2 separate regions of the Arachis hypogaea genome follow, and region 1 is linked to region 2. The links are chromatin contacts, called in public Hi-C maps. All regions are on one chromosome and are shown on one strand. The core of a region is the stretch at or near the end of the contact, and the rest is flanking DNA. Distances in the headings are between cores, read along the strand shown. Region 1 holds the start of LOC112776184 (ubiquitin carboxyl-terminal hydrolase 10). Region 2 holds the start of LOC112775088 (granule-bound starch synthase 1, chloroplastic/amyloplastic).

Evidence for each region. A called contact is a pair of places that touch in the nucleus more often than the background predicts.
Region 1: a Hi-C map of an unstated tissue shows a contact between it and region 2, with 2.8 times the contacts expected there. The contact joins the promoter of LOC112776184 here to the promoter of LOC112775088 in region 2. A contact is called at or near these places in 3 of 8 Hi-C or Micro-C datasets (leaf and an unstated tissue).

What each region holds. Positions count from the first base shown.
Region 1 is chr19:98,438,437-98,444,441 of arahy.Tifrunner.gnm2.J5K5, reverse strand. It overlaps LOC112776184 (ubiquitin carboxyl-terminal hydrolase 10), which reads left to right and starts at 3,477. Exons shown (of 14, transcript XM_025820231.3): 1 at 3,477-3,785; 2 at 3,874-4,062; 3 at 5,019-5,273. The coding sequence starts at 3,911. It overlaps LOC112776287 (a long non-coding RNA gene), which reads right to left and starts at 1,663. Exons shown (of 3, transcript XR_003189907.3): 1 at 1,204-1,663; 2 at 859-1,100; 3 at 326-742.
Region 2 is chr19:98,209,920-98,215,693 of arahy.Tifrunner.gnm2.J5K5, reverse strand. It overlaps LOC112775088 (granule-bound starch synthase 1, chloroplastic/amyloplastic), which reads right to left and starts at 2,055. Exons shown (of 14, transcript XM_025818555.3): 1 at 1,689-2,055; 2 at 577-975; 3 at 110-190; 4 at 1-9. The coding sequence starts at 921.

The DNA of each region.
Region 1 (6,005 bases), core at 2,228-4,727, 230 kb before region 2:
ACTTGAAGGGGATTTGATTGAATGCTGAATGGAGATTTTATTTCGCTTAAAACATTAAATTTAGAATGGAACATTATGATGACCAACAATAAAGTTGGATTCAATGCCAACAACACCGAGCCTTAATAAAATATATAATGAATTTAAAATACATATTTGATTTAAAAGTTGTAAGTAAAGGAAGAAAAGGAGGATGGCGGAGAAAATTAAGGGTATGAGGAAATTGGAGAAGAAGAAAAAGAGATGGTGGATGATAATAATGATGAAAAAGAAGAATGATAGTTTTAGAAAAAAGAAGAGATAAGTACTTTTTTCGTCTTTAAGATTTAGGGTCAAAATCAAAATCGTCTCCGATTTTTTTTCTTATTAAAATGATCTTCATTGTTACAAAACGTTATAAAATCATCATTTTCTATTTTTTTGAATCAAATTACCCTTAACTATTAATAAAAATAATATTAAAAAAAAATAAAACCCCACCCCACCTACACCCAGCATCTCTTCGTCTCTTCTCCTCACCCCAACCTACCCCCAATTTCCCTTCCTCCTTCATTAGTCCCACTCCCTCACCCCCTCACTCCCTCACCGTAACTCCCACCCCCTCACCCCACTCCATCACCCCCCACCCCCTCATCGTAAGGAAAATGCTGAGCAATTAACAGAGGCATAATCTCCAATCCTCCATATTCAGCAATTTGATGACAGCCAATAGGGTTTTGTCATTAGTCAAATTAATCAGCACCTACAATCATACAACTATACAATATTAATTTATAGAAATCCCAACTTACCAAAACTAAGGAAAGAATTATATAGAGAAGACACAAAACAATAGATCAGAGAAAATCATAAAGATACCTTAATAGCAGTAAGAAGGCAATCAGTGATAAGACTAGAACCTTCTTCACCATCAACGTAAGAACTGGAACAATTGACATCCCCATTGCTCAAACTAGTCTATGATAAACATCCTTCTTCAAATTCTCTGCTTGTTACCTCATATTTTTTAGCATGCGACTTTCTTTGCTTGATTGATGGTAAATCCCACTTAGGAGGTGCAATGTCATCCTCATCAAATGCAAATGGATCTTGATTATCATCTGAAATTTCAAGTTGAATCATACATGTTTTACAATTCGGGAATTAAACCTAAGTTAAATTAAACAAAAATTAGAGGAACTGAAAGTGGGTTGGTTCATGAACCTGTAATGAAGAACAAAGCAAAAAGAAATCAAGGGAGAGGTGGATGTTGCAGCGGCGGTGACTAGCGGCGGTGGTGAGGACAGCAGCTGCTAGAGGCAGCTGAGGTAGTCGCTGGTGGTGGTTCGGCCATGGGTCAGTGGACAGAGGAGAAGACAAAAGAGTAGAGGAAGAAGAAAAGAGAAAGGGTTGCGGCGGTGGGCTAAGGCAGGGGCAAATGGCGGCTTTGGGAAGAGGCAGGGAAAACTCGAACAGTTAACAGTGGAGGGTCGGGAGCTGGACGGCAGCGGCGGTGCCTCCATGCAAGCTTGCGACGGCCGGTGGCTGCGGGTTGGACGCAGGAGCGGCGGCGGGTGCACGACCTCCCCCCTTCCCCTTCCCCTTTCATTTTGCCTGCCCCCACCCGATTCCCCCTTCCCCTTCCTCTTTGTTTTCTTTCTTTTTTTTTTTTCTTTTTTATTTTATTTTATAATTTTTTAATTATTTTTATTATTTAATAAGAATAATTTGGTAAAAAAAATTTATAATGTTTTGTAACGTTAAGGATGATTTTAATAAAAAAAAAAAGTTGATTTTGATTTTGACTCCAAATCTTGAGAATGAAGAAAGTACTTATCCCAAAAAGAAAATGATTATTAGGAATTTTAATAAACTAAAATGAAAGTGTTTATGATATTATAAAAATTAAAAGTATGAATAATTTTTAATGTTTACGTTAATTAATTTAATTGATAGTTGGTCATTTTTATTAAAATTAATTATTTTTTAAGGATTTTTTTGTTAATAATATTTTTAATTTTTTTTTTAGTGATTAAATCTTTTAGATACTAAATTGGTAGTTATCTCTAAAAGAAAACATCGTTTCATTGTAATTTTATGGCGTACCAATAATAATATGGTCCATGCATATACCTTCCATTAGAAGTCAAAAAGTCTTTCAGTCTTGGGGAAGATACAGCATGACAACCCTTTCTTTGTCCCTCTCCAAACGTTAGATGCCAAACGGACTATATTTAATGATAGGGGATAATGCCGTTATCAATTGTGGTGGCATAGATCATGGAACTTGAAGCACCCACCCTTAAGAGGGTGCACGAGGGTCTCCACCTTGAAATTAAAAATCAGAATTTTCGGATTATTTTCTTACTTGAACAGCTACTCACCCAAACCATATATTACTATAAGCACTTTTGAAAAATTATCATAGCTCAGTTTCTACACCGAGTCAAAATTAAAGAGTGAGCTATTAATTTGGTCTTTATCGATTTTTTCAGAATAATAACGTGATATCTTAAAATAAAAATGATTAATTTCGATTCTTATCTTCTATTTTTGTAACACAATATAAATTTTATGGGTATTTTTCTGTCAACTATGAACAAAAAAAATTGATGTGTCAAGTTTAAGAATAATGGTCTCAAAATTTAAATTGATTAGAAGTATATTTGTTCTTATTCTTTAAACAATATTTTTTTAAATTATTTTTTTATTCATTATATTAATATTCTTTTTTTAATAAATTATTGAATATATGGTATAATAAATACAAATTAATTAATAAATTATTCAAATTTAAAATATTATTTATTATGAAACTAAGTAAATAATTCTCAAACATAATTTTTAAATATATAAATATAAATAATAAACATTAAAATCAGTTAATACATTAATAATAATATTATTAATGCATTAACTGATTTTAATGTTTATTATTTATATATTTAAAAAATATATTTGAGAATTATTTACTTAGTTTCGTAATAAATAATATTTTTAAATTTAAATAATTTATTAATTGATTTATACTTATTATACTATATATTTAATAATTTATTAAAAAATATTAATATAATAAATAAAAAATAATTTAAAAAAATAATATTTAAAAAATAAAGATAAATAAATTTTTAATTAATTTAAATTTAAAGACAGTTAATTTTTTATTCAATTTTTGAACCTAACATGTTAATATTTTTTGTTTAAAGTTAAAATACTCATAAAGATCATATTGTGTCATAAAAATAAAAGAGCAATATTAGGTCAGCAACTTTTGTGATTGGTAGCCATCAAATAGTCATTAATGATAATTTAATGATGTAAGATTGGTGTGAGATTTTATCTAATGATTCACCTTTCTCTGCTGATTACATGCTGGACAAAATTTAACAAAACTGCTGGAGTGCTGCCCTAGACTTTTCCAAAATAAAAAACAGAAATCGAAATAAATTATTTTTAATTTTTTATCTTAAAAAATCATATTGTAGAGACTTGATAGTTTACTCCAAAATTAAACTTGAAGCAAGGGGAAAGTAAGAGAGAGTGGCACTCCACATATTAGAGAGAAAGAGAAACAAGACGAAGGAGGAAGAGGTCGTTGAAAAATGACGGTAAAGATTTACGCATAGACTTTTGGGGATCGTTCCGTTACTTAACCTTCCCCGCTTCTCTACCTGTCTGTCCCTGCAATCTAGGCGCTAGGGTTCATCGAATATCCTGTTTTTCTCCCATTCGATTCCTTTCGTTTCCCTTTCGCTATTCCATTCTCGCTCTCTTTCTCTTCCACCTCGATCTCTTCATTTCAGGTGCCTTACTGCTTCCTCACTCTTTCTTCAATTGGTTTCTCTTTTGTGCGGATTTCTAAGTGTTTTCAAATTATTGGCGCTGATTCAGGTGCTGATTTAGGTGCTTGATTTGAACGAAATCCGCCATGACGATTGCCGATTCGGTTTTTCCGATGGACAATGGCGGCAGCTGCGTCCCGCTCCCTCCGGAGGAGGAGAATCGGATCGTGTCGGAGTTGATCAAGGAATCGGAGCTTAATTTGAGAGAAGGCAACTTGTACTACGTTATTTCCAATAGGTCTTAATCTCATCTTTCTTTCTTTCTTTTGGTAATTTTCATTGAATCTTTTGCTTAGCTGCCTGTTACTATTTGAATAGGGTTATCTTGTGGGGGAAAGGACTGATACTGGTTGGATTGTTACACACTTATTATACTCTTGGCCTCGGGGATTTTGGTTACACTTAATTGAGTTACTTCACTAGCATGGAGGGTGAATGGATCTTGTGTTGTGACCATGTTTGGTTTCCTGTTTGGGAAATTATAGAACTAGGGTATGGTGTAGTATAAAGCTAGTGGTTTTGTAGTTCTAAACGGAAATCCGAACAGTATTGCTTTTTGCTTTCATGTCCTTTTTATGTTTACTCACCCTAAAAGCTGTTGTTATTGTTGTTGTTTCTTTTTTATTGCTTTTTTCCATTGACATTCATATGGTGTTTTTCCGCACATATAATTTATGTGTATGGAGGGTTTTATCAATGCTACCGAACATTATCGACTGACTTTGAACTATGGTAATACGGTGATGCTATATGACCAAGTCATTTTGGTAACTAAGTTCAACCAAGTTGGTCCAATAGCTTGAGGATTGATAACCAGAAATTTTAGTTGAAGTAAAAGGAAGAGAAGGAGGAGAGGCATAAGAAGAAGAAAGACTAGGTTGAACTTGGTTACAAAAATAACTTGTTCACTTAGCATTTCTCAGTCACATCGTTTTACTTTCCATTTGTATTGATAATGGAAGTGCTATAAGAACCAGCTATGCACAGGCCAGAGGGTCTGTGAGAGCATAAGCCTCACATATTGGTCTATAGATGGCAGCCCTACCTTTCATTTGCCAGAGTCTAATTCCACAACTTGTACTTGTAACCTCTGGGTCATAGACTGACAACTTCAGCCGTTCCCCTTAATTTGTATCCCTTATTATTTTAATTAATTAATTAATCAATCAATATATATTTTTGCTGTCCATGCAGGTGGTTTTCAAGTTGGCAGGGGTATGTTGGGGATTGTGGTGGTATGCTTTCCACTGGTGAGCAATCTTCAATTGACCAGAATGCCGGTGTGGTTCACTCAGAGAATGCAGATAGACCTGGGCCAATTGATAATTCTGATATTGTCTCAAACGGAAATAATTACGAAGGCAATGATTTAGATATTCATCGAATGTTGGTGGAGGGGACAGACTATGTTTTAGTTCCTCAGAAAGTGTGGGAAAGACTTTCAGAATGGTAACTTTCTTATTTTCGAAATGGTTTTTACTTTCTAGTCTGGAGAACCTAAAGAATTAGATACACCCAAAAGGGTTGTTTGAGATGGTAAGTAACATTAACAATTGGGATGAGTACATAAGTTTGAATCTTATGGAAGGTACTCTTCTAGAGAGGTCAAATAACACCGGTGCTCCCAAAGTTTAACGATAGTTGGTTTAATAGGCTGTGGGAAATTTAAATGGTCCAGAGGTTCGAGAGTGACTGGTGGTTCTATATGTAAACTATAAAGGAAAAGTTACATAAATGTATATTATCTAGATCCTCCAAATATTATTTGGAGAAAGAGCCATATAGCCATAGATACCCATGCTTCTATACGTTTAATCAATTATGCAGAGTGATATTCTTTTAGACACAGATTTCTATCATAAAATTTCACAAGAAACTTGCTAATGGATCATGCAACACCAGCCTGAAACATACCAAGTGCCTGTTTGGCTTAGCACACAAGTAATTTTTCAAGGCCATAGTTAATTCTGGATGGTCAAAATTAATTCTAGAGATCTGCCAATCTATTTATCTGTTTTTCCATTCTCCCAGAATTAATTTTGCGGTATCTAGAATTAATTTTGGAAGATTTGAAAGAAGTAAACTTTGATTTGCATTTTATTTTTCCAAAGAACTTGACGTATAATGGCACTCTTACCCACAAGATCACAATCATCCATCTATTCACTCTTGAATTCTATT
Region 2 (5,774 bases), core at 806-3,305:
AACTTTGATCTTTCGTCACAAAATAGGAAAACAAGAACATTATTAGTTACAAGGGATAATCTCCTAGATCCTTAACTTGTAGATACATACCAAGAACAAGTAAGTTTACCTCCACCAGAACACTAGTGTCCCATGCATCCTTGTATTGGTCATAACGGGGAGACACTGTCATAACACGGTGCCCATTTGCCTGAATCAATTTGAACAAAGCTAATCAGATATCATATATAATAATTAAAGTGAAGAAAGCTTCTCATAGCACTCTTAGATCATCTTTCATATATATATATATTTTTTTATTTCTCTAGACTTTTACAAATATTCTCCATTAAAGCCAAGATTGTTCAAGGTTACAGCCAAATATTATGCCGTATAAACAATAGTTAAAATTTATGTCCATGTGAATACACGGAGAATAGTTGATGCCTCCATCCTCTTTATAATCTGTCATTATTAAAATCTTTAGTATCCAAATATATTGATAAAAGGATGTTACAAAACGTGACATTGACAAAAGAAAAATGGAAATTGATGGACTAAAAAGTAAAAACAGAAGAAACCAATCAATTCACTTACAGCCAATCTTGGGGGAAGCGCACCAAGAACATCACCAAGTCCTCCAGTTTTGCTCCAAGGTCCAACCTCAGCACTCACAAAGAGAAAGGTCATCCCAGTTTCACACACAATCTTCCCCACACTCCTGTCACTGCCACTCTTCTTGCTCCTCACGGAGACAGAGATATTTGTTGCATGTGTGGTCTTCATGTTGAGCTTGTTCATGGATTTCAACCCATCATAGGTCATTCCCTGGCTGTTCAGGCTCACCAGTGGTGATCCCGCCTTCGCCTCGGTTCTAGCGCTTCCATGGTGGTTGAGGCACCCGGTTCTTGACACCACATAAGGGGCTGTCACAGTTGCCATAGCTTATTTATCTTTGTCCCTCAAAATATAAAAGCAGCTCAATAGCCCCTTCTTCTGCATGTCACACGCCAAAACCATTTCTAATCAACAAAGATTTGAAAGATACAATTTAACCATAAAAATGTAAACTAACTTGATTACATCAAATATTGGATTAGTTCCACAAAACTACCCAACGAAACTTCTCATGCATTATCAAGGATCTACTTAGAAATCACAGGTTAATGATTTTCTATTCAAGCATTTGATGGCAAAATTTGCCTAGTTTCAAGGATATGAATGAAAATTTCAGATAACTTATTAATACTCCCTCTGTTCCATAATAATCACTTTGAAAATTCGATACATTAAAAAAAAGTGTCATAAAAGTTGTAAATTTCCGAATAACAGATATTGCAGAACAGAGGGAAGAGTAGTAAAGCCCAGAAATCAAACTAAATCATGGCCTTACATGAGCAGAGCATCAATAAAGTGAAGCCAGCTCTATAACAGTGATTATAAGTACCGTGAGTTCTATAGCGTATGTAAGACTATACACTAAAGAATACACAAATTAGAGAAAAGCTTGGCATGAATCAAGTTATGCAAGTTGCTGAATTAAACAATTAGATTTGAGTCTTATAATAAGCTAAAATGCAAGAACCCTAAAAAGTAGGCGACAGTGAGGCGAAAAATCTGGATCCAGTGATGATGTGTACTTTGAATCATTCGAACAAATTTTTAAAGGGAAAAAAAAATAAAAAGAAAAAACGGTTAGTGTTATTTACCGGTAAGGGAAGAGTGATGACTATTGAGTGTGTGTGTAAGTGTGTTGGTGGCTGCCATTAACAAAGACCTCTGGTGTTGCATTTGTAGCTGAAGGGTGCCTAGTGCCTACTATCTCTGCCTACGATATGGTGACACGTGGCAGAGACTGACAGATTTCATCATACGAGCCTCAAGATGATAGTTTTGTGGGGCCATGGACGTCATGGGATTCTTATGAATATGCTGAATATGCGAAGGAAATTTTTGCACTTTGAGGACAGTAATGAATCATCACTTACTATTCGTGTTAGCACAAATTATATAAGAAAATATTTTGTTGATTGTGGTGTGGGCTTAATTATGTGGCTCTTGAATTTTATTAAATTGAGGGAACCAACGGCCCAAATATTATTCTATTTATGTGATTATTCATTCCATTGAATAGTACTAACCACTAAAGAGAATTTTATTAAATACTATTAAATAATAATATTCATTTCTATTAACACATATTTAAAATTTCATGAGATATACATCCGTTCCATCTAATACTTAAATAAATTGTCTGAAGAATAGTGATTTAAAAATAAAAGAAATTTAATTATTTTAACACATTTAATACATAAAAATTTATAAATTTATAATTAATTTATATTTTCTACTCAAACATGCTACTTATAATAGTTTTAAATTGTATTTTTGGAACACGTTTTCCAATATATACAAGTAGCTTTCTGTGTTAAATATTAGAGTAACTGTTAAGAATCAAGTGGGGGAGAAAGGGGACAAACGACCCAGCAATCCATACAGTCATGCAGATCCATCATCAACTATCAGACAACTGAGTAGGCCCACCTTCTAGTCTAGTCTACGAAATTGTAAGTAACTTGGCACCATTGAAGTAAAAACTCAAACGTTGTGAATTATTAGGGTAAAATATATGCATAAACCAAACACATATTAATATTATACAAAAATTTTAAAATAAATAATGTTATATGTATATTTTTATTTATATATAAATCGAATTCATTGAATTTAAATTTGTCTTTTTAGTACTAAATCAAATTAAACAGATTTAAATTGGTAGTATTTCATATATCAACATAAATCAAATTCATTAAATTTAAATTATTCATTATAATACTTTGATTCGATTTATTACTAATACGCTATATATATATATAAATCGAATTTATTTGATTTGATTTACTACCTGTACAGATTATTGATATTTATTACTGTAAAATTAATTGTTTATTTATCATAAATGTCAATAAGAAAATACTACCATTTGAATTTAAATAAAATATCAAAAAAATCAAAACGAATAAGAATAGAAATTCAACTTTTGTGTTTTAGTTTGAACTCTAAAAAAATCTACATTTTTATAAATTTGTTAATTTAAAACGGAACAATAAATAATTTTTAAAAATTTATTAAAAATCATCCTTTGACTCATTAGCATCCAAAGAATTATTACCAAGACATTTGAATAAGAGTTAAAACTTGAATTTTTTCACAATCAAAAGTGACAGATAGTTATACATTATAAAATGACTAACTATATTTATATAATATGTAATTTGAGAAATAATTAAAATACTATATTAATTAAATTATCATTTAATTTGGAAAATGATAATTAAATGCACCAAAACAATACATTCTATACTTAATTTCATTTGAAATGATAATTTAATTAATATAGTATTTTAATTATTTCTCAAATTACATATTGTATAAATATAGTTGGTCATTTTATAATGTATAACTATTTATTACTTCTGACTCTGACAAAAAGTTCAAATTTTAACTCCTATAGTACTTCAGAAGGCTATATTTTATATTAACTTTTTCATCATCAAAAGTCTCGATAATGATTCTTTAGATGCTAATGAGTCAAAAGATGATTTTTAGCAAAATTTTTAAAAATTATTTATTGTTTCGTTTTAAATTCATAAGTTTATAAAAATATAGATCTTTTGGAATTTGAATTAAAACAAAAAAGTTAAATTTCTATTCTTATTCGTTTTGATTTTTTTTTTTTTTTATTTGAATTCAAATGGGTGTATTTTCTTATTGACATTTATGTTTTCCTTATTGAAATTTATATTTTAAAGTTAATAACAATTAACTTAAAAGTAGTAAATGTCAATAATCTATACAGGTAGTAAATCGAATCAAGCAGATTCGATTTACTATATATGTGCTATGCAGTAGTAAATCGAATAAACTAGATTCGATTTATATATATTTAATGTACTAATAAATCGAATCAACTAGATTCAATTTAGCACTATAATGGATAAATCGAATTCAATGAATTCGATTTATGTGGATATATAAAATACTATTAATTCGAATATGTTTAATTCGATTTAGTTTTAGAAGATCTAATTCGAATTCAATAAATTCGATTTACATAGATATATGAATGAAAATATACATATAACATTATTTGTTTTAGAATTTTTGTGTAATATTACTATGTGTTTGATTTATGTATGTGTTTTACCTGATGTAGTAAAGATTCTAACGGAGTGATTGCTATGTATTGCAACATTTTTTTTCTTTAAATCACAGTTGTTCATCTCACATTTAAAAATTGTGACGATTTTTAATCTATAAAACCGTGACATTTAAAAAAAATCCACAGAATTTATAAAAAGTAAATAATAATCATCAAAGGTCACAATTTTAAATATAAGTTTTGTTTAAAAAACTGTGACTATTAAACTATATTAACCGCGGTTAGAAACCGTGACTTCTACTAAAAATTAAAATGGCGATCATAAATAAAAAAATTATAATTTTTTAATATTTATATCACAGTTATAAAATATTCTAACGTGATGATACATGCATCTGACTCCTTTTGTGTTAAAATAATTATGCATGGATTTGATATTATTATATATAATATATATAAATATTTTCCATCTCTGTGCCTTAAAAAAATAAATGAAAAAAAGGTGAATGTTTAAACTTGTAATGTGTTAAATATACTTGACCATCGTCTTAAAGGTACTCATTAGGAAAATCCATTATTCATTGTCGTGTAGAAATACTGCATGTGAAAAATAAAACATAAAAAAGTTACTAAAAATGTGCCTACGATACAAGGGAAAAAACACTTTATATTCTTAATTCTTAAAAGCAAATCATCCTCCTTTTCTTTGGTTTAGCAAATGTAAAGCCTCTTTTTTATTTGGTCGGAAAGCTCCGGAACCTTGAATACATTATTATTTATGTGAAGGACATGCATAACGCATTGCAACCGTATTATTGCAAGGGAAAAGGACCCACTGGAATGATTAACGGTGGAGGAGGAAACACACAAAATCCAAGCACAGTCGTTGAATTATTCGTTTGTAAATTTTATTTTATTTTAAATTTAAGCTAATTAATCAAAAGGATTCGATCGGTAAGGATTTGATGGTTCACCCATGTTGTGGACTAACATCAGGGCATCAATTTGATACATTGTATCTATTTATTATATCCAAAATATCGAAAACGCATCGAACCACTCTAATTACTAATTTATTATTTTGATGGTTCAATTAGAATAATTGAATTATAATAAAATAATAAATATTTACTTATTTTGGTACTCAGAGAATTTTGGATCATACACTTTAGTTTTTAACTAAAATTAATTATTCGATTAGTTTCTAATAATTAACTTTGTCAGTCACTTAAGTCCTTTACTCCGTCAACTATAATGGAGAACAAAATAGTCTCTAACAACTCTAACTGGGGACAAAATGGTCATTGACCCCTCTGTTCGAAAACAGCATTGTTCTCCCCCAATTTCCATCATATCTCGCATAACCCTGGCAGTCTAACACTTTAACTTCAAGCTACACAATGCACATTCTGCAATTTCAATATTCACAAGAAAAAAAATTCTCAACTTGTTCTCAACCAATTCATACTCTGAAAACTAATGGCTATGTCTCTCAAGTACTTGTCATCTTCGACGGATCCCATAAATCTAGACAGCAAGTCTGATTTGTTAAGACCTGTCGTCATCGTCGCCATGTCCCTCCTGGCCTCCTCTGCCCTATCATCTTCATGGCCAAATTATCCACCACTCCAAT